Linked DNA regions of Capsicum annuum: region 1 is linked to region 2. Evidence: chromatin contacts called from public Hi-C data. All regions are on one chromosome and are shown on one strand. The core of a region is the stretch at or near the end of the contact, and the rest is flanking DNA. Distances in the headings are between cores, read along the strand shown. Region 1 has its middle 110 kb from the start of LOC107848486. Region 2 holds the start of LOC107848486 (GDSL esterase/lipase At3g26430).

Region 1 (6,865 bases), core at 2,256-4,755, 110 kb after region 2:
AATTGGCTCTTTTATTTGGCTATTTCAAACATTCCTAAAGGGAATGGGAGGAAAAACACCAACAATAATTTTTACCGATCAAGTTCCTGCTATAGTAGCTGCTATAGAGAGGTTTTTTCTAAAATATGTCATCGGTTATGTGAATGACACATTGAAAGAAATGCTCAGAAAAATATACCCCATCTTTACTGAAAACAAGGATTTCAAAACTACTTTGATACTCTCTTATGGAGATGCAAGTCAGAACCAAAATTTGAAGTGACAAGGCAGAACATGATATCTGAATGGAATTGTGAAAATAATACTTGGCTAAAAAACTATATGATTTAAGAAAGAAATGGTGTCCTGCATTTAATCGTTTCATTTTTTCAGCGGACGTTAAATCAACTCAAAGAAGTGAAAGTACAAATAGAGTTTTCACAGAAATAACATGCAAGACAATGAGTATAACTGAATTTGTGAAGCAATATAAGCAACGAACAACTGAAATGTGTGACAGTGAGGCAATTGAGGATTACAAATGTCGAGGAAAGCCTAAACTTTTCATAGAAGACTGTGGGATGTTGAAGCATGCTAGTAGTGTGTATACAAGATGAATTTTTACAAAGTTTCAACATGAATTTTTGCAAAGGACAACTAAAAAAGTAATCAATTTGAAAACTAATGAGAATAAAACGGTATATACAGTTTTAAAGGGTGAAAGTGAGCAAATTGAAACTGTCCAGTTCAATTCTCTTGATAATTCTATTTTCTATAGTTGTCAAATATTTGAAATCATGGGTTAGCTGTGTTATCATACATTAAAAGTTTTATTGTTTGACTTAAGTTTTTCTTGTATATCTGAGAAATACATTTTGAAAAGGTGAACTAAGAATGCCAAGCATGGCAGTGGATTTGAAGAGTACACCAAATAAAGGAGACAATGAAATCCTCAATGGCAATTTGCTTAAATGGATTAATGAAGGTGTCTCTTACTGTTATGACTTTAGCGGACAATGACTTAGACTGCGAGGAAATTGCCCGAAAATATTTGTATCAGGCAAAGATTGAGATTATTAAGCATCAAAGTGAATTGTATGCTGAAAATTATGAGAAGGATAAGAACAAGCTCAGTGGAACTAATCCTGTTACAGGGTGTAAGGATCAAGATTTGGATCCAATTAAGAAAAAAAACAAGAAAAGTTGATACGAAAGAATGAAGTCAAGAGGTGAACAAAGAAAAAAAAAAAGGCATCACAAAAGACATTGAAATATAAAGCAGCAGATGAACATCAGTCTTTTACTGTTATGACACCGAGCTTTGAAACACAATCAGCTTCAATGCAAAGTTTCATTGAACTAAATTTTCAGGTTATTTTCCTTCATCAAACTAAATATTTTAATCATTGTCTTAATACTTTATATATCTACAAATTTTGACTCTTTTTTTTTTTATTAAAATTCATTTACTAAACTTGATTTTTTTTTAACAATTCAAACCTACAGGCACATGGAGATTCACAAAAAAATTTCAATCAACTATCAACACAAAATTTGAATCTGTCTTCTGCAGTGTACTTTCAAAGTCAAAGTTCAAACAATGCATTAGAAAATGTTGATATCAATGAAAAGGGAATATAGCAGATCTGAGCAGCACATTTTGTAACATATTTTATTTTTTTTGAACATTATAAATATTTATATGACAAGTATTTTGTTATTTTGGCATTAGAAATGACATGCAAACAAAGATGTGTAGAGATCTAAATTTTATTACTTATTTTATATAGTTTTTTTCATATTTATATGGATCTGTAGAAAAAAAATTAATCATGAAGATGGAGAAAGATTCATACCTGAAAATATGAATAATAAAAAATTGCAGATGAAGATGAAGTAACTGAGGTAGATTTGAGTAAAGAATGAAAATTTGAGAATAAAACTTCAATTTTTTTTTATCTTCAGCACATATCAATTTTTTTTTCAACATTAGCAGCATCCCAAATTGTCAATGAATATTTGAATATTAGTATTTAAAGAAATTGCAAATTCAATATCAATAAATGAACATGCAATAAGATTTTCTGATTTTCTGATGAAGATGAATTGAAAAAATCTAGAACATTTTTTAATTTTAATAGTAGAAGTGTTCGGATAAAAAAAATGAAAGTGATGTTTTTGGTTTAGAAAAAAGGTTTTGTGGTTTTTTGATGAAGATGAATTGAAAAAATCAAGAACACTTTCTAATTTTAATAATAGAGATGTTGAGATAAAAAATATAAAAGGGTTTTTTTTTGTTTAGAAGGAAGCTTTTTTTTGATGAAGATGAATTGACGAAATCAAGAACATTTTTTAATTTTAATAGTAGATGTGTTTAGATAAAAAAAATGAAAGATTTTTTTTTTTTTTTTGTTTAGAAGAAGGCTTTTTTGTTTTCCTGATGAAGATGAATTGGAGAAATAAAAAAATTCAATTTTTTTGAAAATCACAAACACAATTTTTCATACACGGTATGTTCTCCATTATTAATGACTTTTAATATTTTAATTTATTTTTTTTAGACCCCACAGTCCACTAACCATTTTTTACTCAAAATTTTAGTCTCTCTCTTCTTTATTTTACTTTGCAATTTTAAATTAATAAAATTATCACCACAATCCATGTGTCAAGATAATAATGAAATTTCATACAAGTTTTGTTTGTTAAGTCTCACTCAAAATAGGAAAAACCATTATTTTCACCCTATACTAAACAAGAAAAATTTAAGTGCACTTAAATTATATAAGTGACACATTATACACTTTAACTATATAAAAGTGATATTATTGCCTCCCCGCGACCCCTATTCTAAGACGCGTGTGTTATACTTATTTTAGGTGCGTCCAACCTATTAAATAACAAAAATAAACGGCTAAAAACATTAAGGGAAAATGCATCATTTTCATTTCAAACTATAGTCAAAAAGTCGAATCCACACCTAAATTATATAAATGACCTATTACACACCTTAACTATAAAAAATAATACTTTTTAATAACATGGTACTGACATGACAGCGCGTGTAAAATACTACACCACATACAAGCGGTGGTAACCTGATAGGGTGTAAATAATTTTATTTTTTTATAATTTAAGTGTGTAATAATTCACTAGTAGAGTTTAGATGTGACTTCAACTTTTCAAATATAATTTAGAGTGAAAATGATGTCTTTTCCCTCAAAATAAAACTTTTCCACGCACAACACACACAAACACATGCATATCATACACCAATCAGATTTTTTTTCACTCTCTCTCACTCTAAAAATTCAATGCATCTTTTTCTCTTCACTGTCTTCTCCGGCAGCCACCATCGCTGGATTTCAGAAAGCCTCCCACATCTCCAACCACACCACCACGCTCCTCTTCCTTTTTTTCCATCGCCCAACAACCCACAAATCTCCGTCAGCCACCACCGCCCCCTCAACAGCCACCGGTGGAGCAGCCAACCAGCCGACACCCCTTCACTGCTCTCACCGGCGGACACCACAGTTCCGACCCTTTCCTCCTTTTCTCCATTGCACTGCCACCGCCGGACTTGGTCGCCGGACGGACGACGAGCAACGGCTAAGCTCCATTTCTGTGTTATCCCTTTTTCCTTTTTACCTTTTGGTTCGAATAAAGGTGGCCTATGCCACAAGCGGCCAGATCTGGACGATTTTGCGTATATCCAGCATTGCTCCGTTGAAGCAACGCCAATCCTTATCTTACTAAATAAATTTTTTTTCTACAAATTTGTGTTGTTTGGGGTGCTCTAACATTTTATTCTTTCACTATTGTTGGGATCTTTTGACATTTTTTTATGACTTTGAATTCTCCGAACAAATCTTGGCTGTCGTCGATGAACAACGCTGCTTTGGGATCCATTCATGACTGTTTTGGATAATTGTTGCTATAATTTTTACATACTGACTTTGGTATTCAGATCGGTTCTTGTTTTATCCACATGTTGATAACTTTGTTAATCATCTTCAACGATTTTATTTAGCCTCATTACTGTATTGACCAAAATAGGTACTTGGCCAATGAAATTTTTCTCTCCATCTGTATATTATGCGATCCAATTTTATTTTTATCAAAGTTATTATTTTATATTAAGGGCGGCCGACACTTGATCGATGAAGAAATTTTTCATCGATTTTTGAGGCCTTTGCAAATTAAAAGACGGACATTACATATAAATATGTAATAAAATAAATATTTTGGGTAATGAAGAAATTTTTATAACAACGCAAAATTTTTATGATTCATATTTTGGTAAGACGATTTAGGACGGCTAATAAATTAAGCAACCACTTCATAGCCATGACATATCTAAAATTTAATTCGAGTCCGCTTTTTAATAAAAAAATATATTTTTAAATACATATATGCATACGTACCTTTAATTTATTTCAGTAATTATTTATTTATTATTAACATTTTTATTACAAGTGTTTATACAGGTTAATAAAACATTTGTTGGAAGTGGCATTTAAGGAAGATTTTAAATTTTTCATTGTATTTTTATATTTACACAAATATTATCATATTGAAAAATTTATTTTTGGAGCGTTAGGCGGGAATGCTTTAACTTATACAATCTTTACCGCGCATTTAGACAAATTTAGGCCGTTAATATGTATAGAAAAATTAAAATAATTTAGATATTTAATCAACTAATTCATACTTATACATTTAAAAATATTGCGTAGTCTTTTTCTGTAAAATATTTTTTTTTCTTTATTCAATTTTTCTTCTTCTTTCCATATACATTCTTATATACTTTTGATCATATTCATATATTTTTTATATACAATAATTTATGTAATTTATACATTTTTTATATGTAAATTATTTTTATTATTTTAATGTATATTTTAAATTTGTATTTATAAATATTAATTTTTTTCTTTCGTCTTGTAAAAATCTAAGTCTGGTCAGAAATTACATTTGTGAATTTTGAAGGGTGCCTAATATCTTTTCTTCAAAATAATTTGAATTCTTACCTAGGATCTAATTTGGTTCGTGAATTAAATAAAGTTATACTTCTTAATAAATAAATAGGTCTCCTATTTTTCCTTAAAAATTAGATAATGACTCTGTATAAATTAATTCTTTTTAGAATCTATAATATCGTGCTCGTTTTGAACCTTAGGTAAAAATCGGGTATGACATATTATTTTACATAATAATATAAAAATACTTGTTGTTCTCTTGCATTTTGTAATGACATATAAATTGCATCATACATTATAGTGGAAGAGTTCTTCAAACTTTTTTCTCTGTCATTCTATAGCTTTGGTAGTTTTTTTTTTTTTTAATTTAGTTTAAAGTTATTTTAATGCTTTTATATGATTTGTATAAATATATTAATTTTATGTTTAAGTATTTTTCATATTTAATAATATAATTAATATTTATTAATTCAGCCATATTTTGAAGCAAATAATGTTTTTCTAAAATAGATATTTATTATTTCCTACTCTAAATTGTTTTTCTCTATGCTATTTTTATTTTTTATGTAGTTAATACCAACTCCCATAAGATGACTACTTTTAGAAGAAAGATCACTGTATTGAAAAATTTGTACATGACGTGGATCTGGACAGTCTTTATTGTTTTATTCAAAGAATCTTGACTATACAAATTTTGTAGTCCATCATCCACAACTGTACTATTATAAATACAATAATATGTAAGGAGCTAGGAAATTGTTTAGCTTATTGAATTAGAAGGTCTACTTCTGATTATTTGTTTTGTTGTGTAAATTATACTATTATTTGGATTAACAGATGTAGAATTATTATGTAGTCACATATTAATTACAATTGTGAGACATTGCTAATTTTGTGAAAGATGCGGAAAGTCCGATTGAAATGGTTCGGACACGTGATGAGGAGGAACATGGATGTCCCAATTCGTAGGTGTGAGAGGCTTGCTGTGGATGGTTTCAGACGGGGTAGGGGTAAGCTGAAGAAATACTGGAGAGAGGTGATTAGGTGCGACATGGAGCAGTTACAGCTTACTGAGGACATGACCCTAGATAGGAAGATCTGGAGGACGCGAATTAGGATAGAAGGCTAGAGCCAATTTGGGTTGTTAGTATAGGGTATTACTTGGTGGGTGTATTATTCTTGTTCTGCCATCTTGTTTCATGCTTTATTACGAATTTGTTTACTATTCTTTGTTTACTATTCCTTGTGGGTGTTCTATTTATGTTATGTCATCTTATTCCATGCTTTATTACTGATTTGTTTATTATTCCTTGTCTTGAGCCGAGGGTCTATTCGAAATAACCTTTCTACTTCTTCGGAGGTAGTGGTATGGATTGCGTACATCTTATCCTCCTCAGGCCCCACTATGTGGAAATACACTGGGTTAATTGTTGTTGTTATATATATTTATATCATTAGGGACTATTATATACATTAGCTTCACATATTTCTTGCATGATGGAAATGCATTGTTCTGATCTTACGAATTTTATTTAGTGTAAATGATAAAATTAATATTGTTAATTTTTATATTTTCTAATTTATAGCTCAATTTTTAAAATAATATAGAAGTTTTATGATGTTGGTAAAGGACAAACGTTCAATACACGTTTTCTAAGACCCCTGAATATTGAATTGACTTATCAATATGCTGGAGGAAATATGTCAAAGGCTAGGTAAGAACAACGGATGATCTTAATGATGAACAAGTTAGAATTGAAGAGGTGGCTAAGAAACTCTGCACGAAAAGGATGGCATTATAATATGACAAAAGCCATACAATCATTTTGAGTGCAAAGAATAACAAAAGAAGTCAATGTGTCCTGGCCAAAATTCCGATAAGAAAGAATAGAAGAGATTTGTTACGATCC
Region 2 (6,588 bases), core at 1,142-3,641:
TATTGTGATTTATAATATTTTTTCTTCTATTCCAATTTAAGTGATTGATATAATTATGAGAGTCGGACAAATATTTATATCTTTTAAATTTTTGAAGTTGTTAATTATGTGATTTATAATACTTTACATAATTTTTTAATAAGATATGAACACTCTCTCCGTCCTATTTTATGTGATAAATTTCGACAGTTAATTAAATTTTTTTTTGTATTTATATTTTATATATTAAGTTATTAATTATTGTGGTTTGCAATACCTTTTATTTTATTTTCAAATAATATATGCTACTTTATGTTTTTCTGTCACATCTCAATTTATGTGGCACTAAGATAATTTTGATATTCAATCAAATTTTTTATGTCGATATATTATGTTGTGTTCATTTTATCTTTTTATGAAATATTATTAATTTTTTAATACTTTGATGACCATAATGATTAATTAGGGGTGATATAGTAAAATCACGATGGAAGCAGCGAAACTGAAATGTGTTAAACAACTTATAATAACTAATTAGAAGTCATATAACGAAATTACTATACAAAATACTCGTGAAAAAATAAATTAAATGAGTCTCATAAAAGACGTCAAGTTACTTTAAAACATCGAGCGTTAATTTACATTTTATACTTTTTTTTATTAATATTATTAATTTTTCAATACTTAGATGACTTATCATAATTAATTAGGGGTGATTTAGTAAAATTTTGATTGAAATAGCTACAGCAGACATGTCATAAAAGACGTCAAGTTACTTTAAAATATCGAGCGTTAATTTATCGTTTTATAATTTTTTTTATTAATATTATTATTATTTTAATACTTAGATGAATTATAATAATTAATTAGGGATGATTTAGTAATATTACGATTGAAATAGTTGCAGCAAACATGTCATAAATGTCTATTTTATTTTTTATTAAATATTTATTAATTTGCTAATAGATAAATGACTTATAATAATTAATTAGGAGTGATACAGTAAAATCACAATTGAAACAGCTCAAACAGGCAACACAAGTAGACATGTAGACCTCGTGCCTGCTTCAGCAAGTTAATGTCACGATCCAAGCTAAGGCGTTGGCCGCTATGGGCATCCCGAACCATCAAGGCCCGAGAGACCCCTGTAACTCCCCAACCTACTAGTGATATTGTCCGCTCTGAACTCAGGTCCGCACGGCTTTAAAACACATCACTTGGGAGTAAGATTTGCTTACGTATACCTAGCATCACTCTTGTGTTTTGTCGATGTGGGACTCCTTATACCAAGTTGGGGTGTTACATACACCCTCCTTTATGGACTCAGCGTCCTCGCTGAGGCTTACCCCATCAAATAGGATTTGCCTTGACCCAGGACTGAGGTTTACCCCGCCTTACCAGAATTTGCCTACACTCAGTTTGAATTCTGGCTCACATCGACAGGGCTGACACAGCAGCGGCTCTGATACCATTCTGTCACGACCCGAGCCGGGGCCCTTGCTGCGACGGGCATCCCGAACCATCAAGGCCTGAGAGACCCCTATAACTCCCTAACCCACTAGTGATATTGTCCGCTCTGGGCCCTGGCCCGCACGGCTTTAAAAGGTGTCATTAGGGAGTAAGACTTGCTTACTTATACCCTACATTTCTCCTGTTTTTTGCCGATGTGGGACTGCTTATCCCAAGTTGAGGTGTTACAGTTAACTTACTATATCACGATGGAAACAACGAAATGGATATGTGTTAAATGACTTATAATTAACTAATTAAAAGTGATATAACAAAATTACTATAAAAAATATTTATGAAAAAAATTAAATGGACCTCATATAAGACTTTAAGTTAATTTAAAACATCAAGAGATAATTTATCATTTTATGACTATTTTACCTTTTCTATTAAATATTATTATTTTTTTAATAATTAAATGAATTATAATAATTAATTAGGGGTGATATAGTAAAATTACGATTGAAGCAGTTGAAACAGACATGTCAGAAATATCTATTTTGCTTATTTTAATTAAATATTATTAATTTTTAATTACGTAAATGACTTATAATAATTAATTAGGAGTGATGCAGTAAAATTGCAACAGAAACAACTAAAGCAGATACATATTTGTATTAAATATTGTTAATTTTTTAATGCGTAAATGACTTATAATAATTAATCAGAGGTTATACAGTAAAATTACGACTGAAGCAGCTAAAATAGGCATCACAAGCAGGTCAACAGACATATCGACCTCGTGTCTGCTTGAGCTGCTTAACTCCCTCTTATAAATAAGAGAATATTAAAACTAGTTATTTCATTTTATTAGTCTAATTTATAAAATGAAATTTTTTTTATTATATTTTGTCCTTTCTATCTTTATTACTATTAATAACTACGCAAATCAGTAACAATCTCAAACTTCGTGAACTTTGAGCCCTACAGAGCTCCTTCCCATAATAATTTCATCATATATATATATATATATATATAATAACAATCTCATCATATCCGTTTAAACAACTTCAGCTTCTTTCTTTCTTCTTCTTTGGCTTATAGAATACAATATACAAATTTTCTTATGGATTTTAGTAATTACTCAAAAATAGTTTTTCCTCTAGTGTTGGTACTTGTATTTCCATTTTCAAGTGCTTCTAAGAGCAGGTCACCGTGTGATTTTCCGGCGATTTTCAACTTCGGGGATTCGAACTCCGACACCGGTGGATTGTCGGCGGCATTTGGTCAGGCTGGTCCGCCTGCCGGAGAGACATATTTTGGTGCCCCTGCTGGCCGGTACTGTGATGGTCGCCTTGTTATTGATTTTATTGGTAATTAAATTATTATTATTACAATAACTCACATTCTCAATATTCACTTATTAAACAAACTTCACTTTAACAAGTGCGTCCGGCGTTTTAATTTATATGACGCTTTCAAATTTGAATATTTAACACCTCTATATTTAATCATAATTTTTTCATATATCTTTCAAAATATTTTGTAAACATATAATTTTTATTTCAAAAATTTTTAAATTAATCATATCCGTATTTAAAATTAATTCAAAATGTTTGAAATCCGAATCTGAAAGGCATCGCATTAGGACGGAGGGAGTACTATTCTATTAGGAAACTCTTCTTACATAGTGAAATCATCTTTGGAAATTTGCATTGCTTTTAATTGGTCATAGATTTTTTTTTTTCGGTTCAAGTAATTCAAATTCATTGTGAAGTAAGATATCTTGAAGGAATAAGCCCTCTATTAAGATATTTTTGATTCCCAAATTTCAAACTTTGAGATAACTAAAATAAAAGTAGAGAGATTATCCGGCACTATAGTCTACCATCCTTGACCAGGATGGTGGTGTCATAGTCATGGTTAAAGTAGTGGTGGGGTAACGAAAACTGCGACAATTTTTGTTTCTATTAATCACGTTCAGTTCAAAGTTGAAAATTAAAAGAATCCACCGACGCCAATAGCTTCACATGTCTTCTGGTGCAACTGAATGATGTATGCATACTTCTTTAAATATATTAGATTAAACTACTGCTACTTTTTATTTTTAATTTGGAATATTGGTTGAGAGTCACTTCAGTAAGTACTAGTAGAACTCGACATGTGATGTTTGGACTAGTAAACGGCTTTGATTTACTTTAGTTTGTTTCTTGTGGGTAGGAGTGAGCGTTGAATGTTTCGATTTGATTTTATTAAATTTTAATTTAATTTTTTAATTTTTGATTACAGATTTTAATTTTGGTTCGTTTCAATTCGATATTTTCAAAAGGGATTTTCGGTGTAAATGCCTATGATAAAATGAAGACCAAATCAAATACTAAAAGATTTCAATCATTTAAATATGAGACAAATATATTTACATCATCTACAATTGCACATAGATAGCAGCAACTAATTAAGCAGCAAGAAGTAGCAACGTTCACACAGTGATCATTGCCCCAGACCACTGTCCAGTTCTAGTTTTTAGTTTTCATTTCTTATTTTTAAGTTTCGTATGTGCTGCTTAGTAGTGAATATTAAAATTTTGAATATTAGATTTGGGCAAAGTTATCAGTTCTTAGTCCTTATTTTTAAGTTCTGTAAGTAGAATTGTAGATGTTGCTTTAGTATTGAATATTAAAAGTTACTCCCCCATCCCAAATTATCCCAAATTATCCGTTCTAAATTTTCTAAATTGATTTCTCATTTTACTTATTTTTTTCATTAATCAAAAAGAGATAAAAAAATTTTTCTCATGTTTTATCCTTTGTATTAATTACTTTTTCTTCAAATTAAAATATAAACATCATTTAATAGGGATATTATGATATTTTTTTAAATCAATATGCCATCTCAATTTAGGACGAATAATTTAGGACGGAGAGAATATAAAATACTAAGACTTTGGGTTTCGGTCGGCTTAAATATGAGCATTAATTAGTAAGGGCCTATTAGTATATAAAATATTATTAAAAATCTTTTTGACAAAAGTTTGATTATATTCCCACCTATTGAGGTTTGAGGAGGGTAGAATATATTTAATCCATATCATTACCTCTAAAAAAATAGCAAGGCAAGAAAGCATATGCAATGGGGTTCGAACCTATGTCCACAATAAAAGAGAGGCCTTAATAGTGATCCATCTACCACTAGGCTAAGCGACATTGTTTGTTGAATCGGAGATTCAAAATGAAAAAATTAAATTAGTTCGATTCGATTTAGTTTTTCAATTCTTCGATATTTATGTCCACCCTACTTGTGGGTGCGTGGATTTGATTTCCGAAGCCCTTTTTGAGGAATATTTTGACTTTTGAGTGAAATTTGTTTTTGAATTTAAAATAAACGTATTCAGTTATTCAAATTGAAAATAATTGTTTTTAACACATAATATTGCTTTCGTCCTAATTTATATAACATAATTAAAATTTTGAAAGTTAATAAAGTTTTTTATCAAAATTCTTCTCTGTGAATTTTAAATAAATTAAAAATATAAATTGTTGTGATTTTTAATAATTTCTACATAATATCTAAATATGTAAATTTTACTTTTAAAAAAAATTAAAGCTTCTATGTTCTACTTCACCTTCAAAGTTTAAAAGTTTGAATTTTAAAATATGTGACATATGAACGAAGTAGTAATTATGTCCTCTTTTTCCTCATTTGGGCGAAATTATATTTTTGTCCAACTTCAAGTGAAACCAAAACTGTTTTTTTTTTTAAAACAATTGTTTTGATCATTACAACAATATTGTTTTGTCTCGCCTAAACTAACTATACACAACCACCTATTTGGTTAATTAATGATAACATCTTGAAAATTAATGATACTTAAAGTCTGTTTATGTAAAGCCACATCAATACTAGTATCCCTTTTTTAACTAAAATTTGCATCAACAATCTTCATCAGGTTATTATTGAAGCGATTCTTTTTTCTTTTGGTTTCCCTTTTGGCGGTTGCAAGAGCCTCTTGTCCTAGCTCGGGTGTAAGTTTTTGGCTTCGTCGTTATTGAATCGTTCATTCAAAGATAATTAATATAAGACAGATTTAATTTATATATATATATATATTCCGTGTCAATTAGTTGACCTGAGTGTAAAAGTTATATAATGAGCTTAGATTGATGTGGATTGTTTTTTTTCAGCTGAAAGCTTAGGACTACCATATCTAAGTGCATTCTTAGATGCATTGGGTTCAAACTTCAGCCATGGAGCCAACTTTGCCACAGCTGGTTCAACAATCAGACCCCAAAACACAACTTTACATCAAAGTGGTTTTAGCCCCATTTCATTAAACGTTCAGACTTACGAATTCAACGATTTCCTTCTCAGGTCTCAATTTATTCGTACCAAAGGTAACAATATTAGTACCTTTACAACTTTCTGGACTTACGTCCTTACTTTGTTCTATAATCTGATTTTCCTCATTAATGCATACAGGGGGTGTGTTTAGTAAGTTGATGCCTAAGGAGAAACATTTTTCACAGGGGTTATACACATTTGACATTGGACAAAACGATTTAACTGCTGGTTACTTCCTTAACATGTCCACTGATCAAGTTAGAGCTTATGTTCCTGATGTAATCGATCAATTCAAGACCGCTATTCAGGTATGTACATCCTTAAATCTAACCTTGATTTGTAGCAAGAATTAGCGTGTTACAACTTTGAGAAGTTTCAATTTCAATTTATTGCACCAAAATTATAGAAATATATTTTACAATGAAATAACTTTAGTATATCTTTATATAGCACATAAACTTAAAATCGAGACCTCAACAACTCCTTACAAAATATTCATGTGGAATCACATGAAAAATAAAGTAGAAACACATTTTTGTCATCCCCTTAAAAAATTTAAAACCACAATATGTCACACAGTGAAAGACAACTTGTATTTTGTTATTGTGTATAATGGGATTTTTTGTTCCTCTTTAAGTGGTTACGCGCAGATATTAGGTGAATTATTGATGTCTCCATTGCTCATGGCAAATTTATACATGTAGGAGCGTCTTCTATTTTTTGTGATCTATAGGCACCCAAAAATGTCTCAATTGTAACTATGCATGTTCTGGTGAAAATTGCAGGACATATATGGTAGAGGGGGTAGATATTTTTGGATAC

What was found. Hi-C and Micro-C count contacts between places; a contact is called where the count stands out from the background.
Region 1: a contact with region 2 is called in a Hi-C map of leaf, with 2.1 times the contacts expected there. The contact joins the enhancer-like site here to the promoter of LOC107848486 in region 2. A contact is called at or near these places in 3 of 5 Hi-C or Micro-C datasets (bud, leaf and placenta).

What each region holds. Positions count from the first base shown.
Region 1 is chr11:99,857,481-99,864,345 of UCD10Xv1.1, forward strand. No RefSeq gene overlaps it. Among protein-coding and RNA genes, the nearest start is that of LOC107848486, 110 kb to the left of the region's middle. Within about 2 kb of position 3,506, at least 4 of the 5 cell types and tissues checked have an H3K27ac peak or open chromatin away from gene starts, as enhancers often do. A contact at or near this core is called in bud and leaf, where this site is marked.
Region 2 is chr11:99,748,656-99,755,243 of UCD10Xv1.1, forward strand. It overlaps LOC107848486 (GDSL esterase/lipase At3g26430), which reads left to right and starts at 2,392. Exons shown (of 5, transcript XM_016693261.2): 1 at 2,392-2,801; 2 at 5,610-5,819; 3 at 5,905-6,074; 4 at 6,552-6,588. The coding sequence starts at 2,555.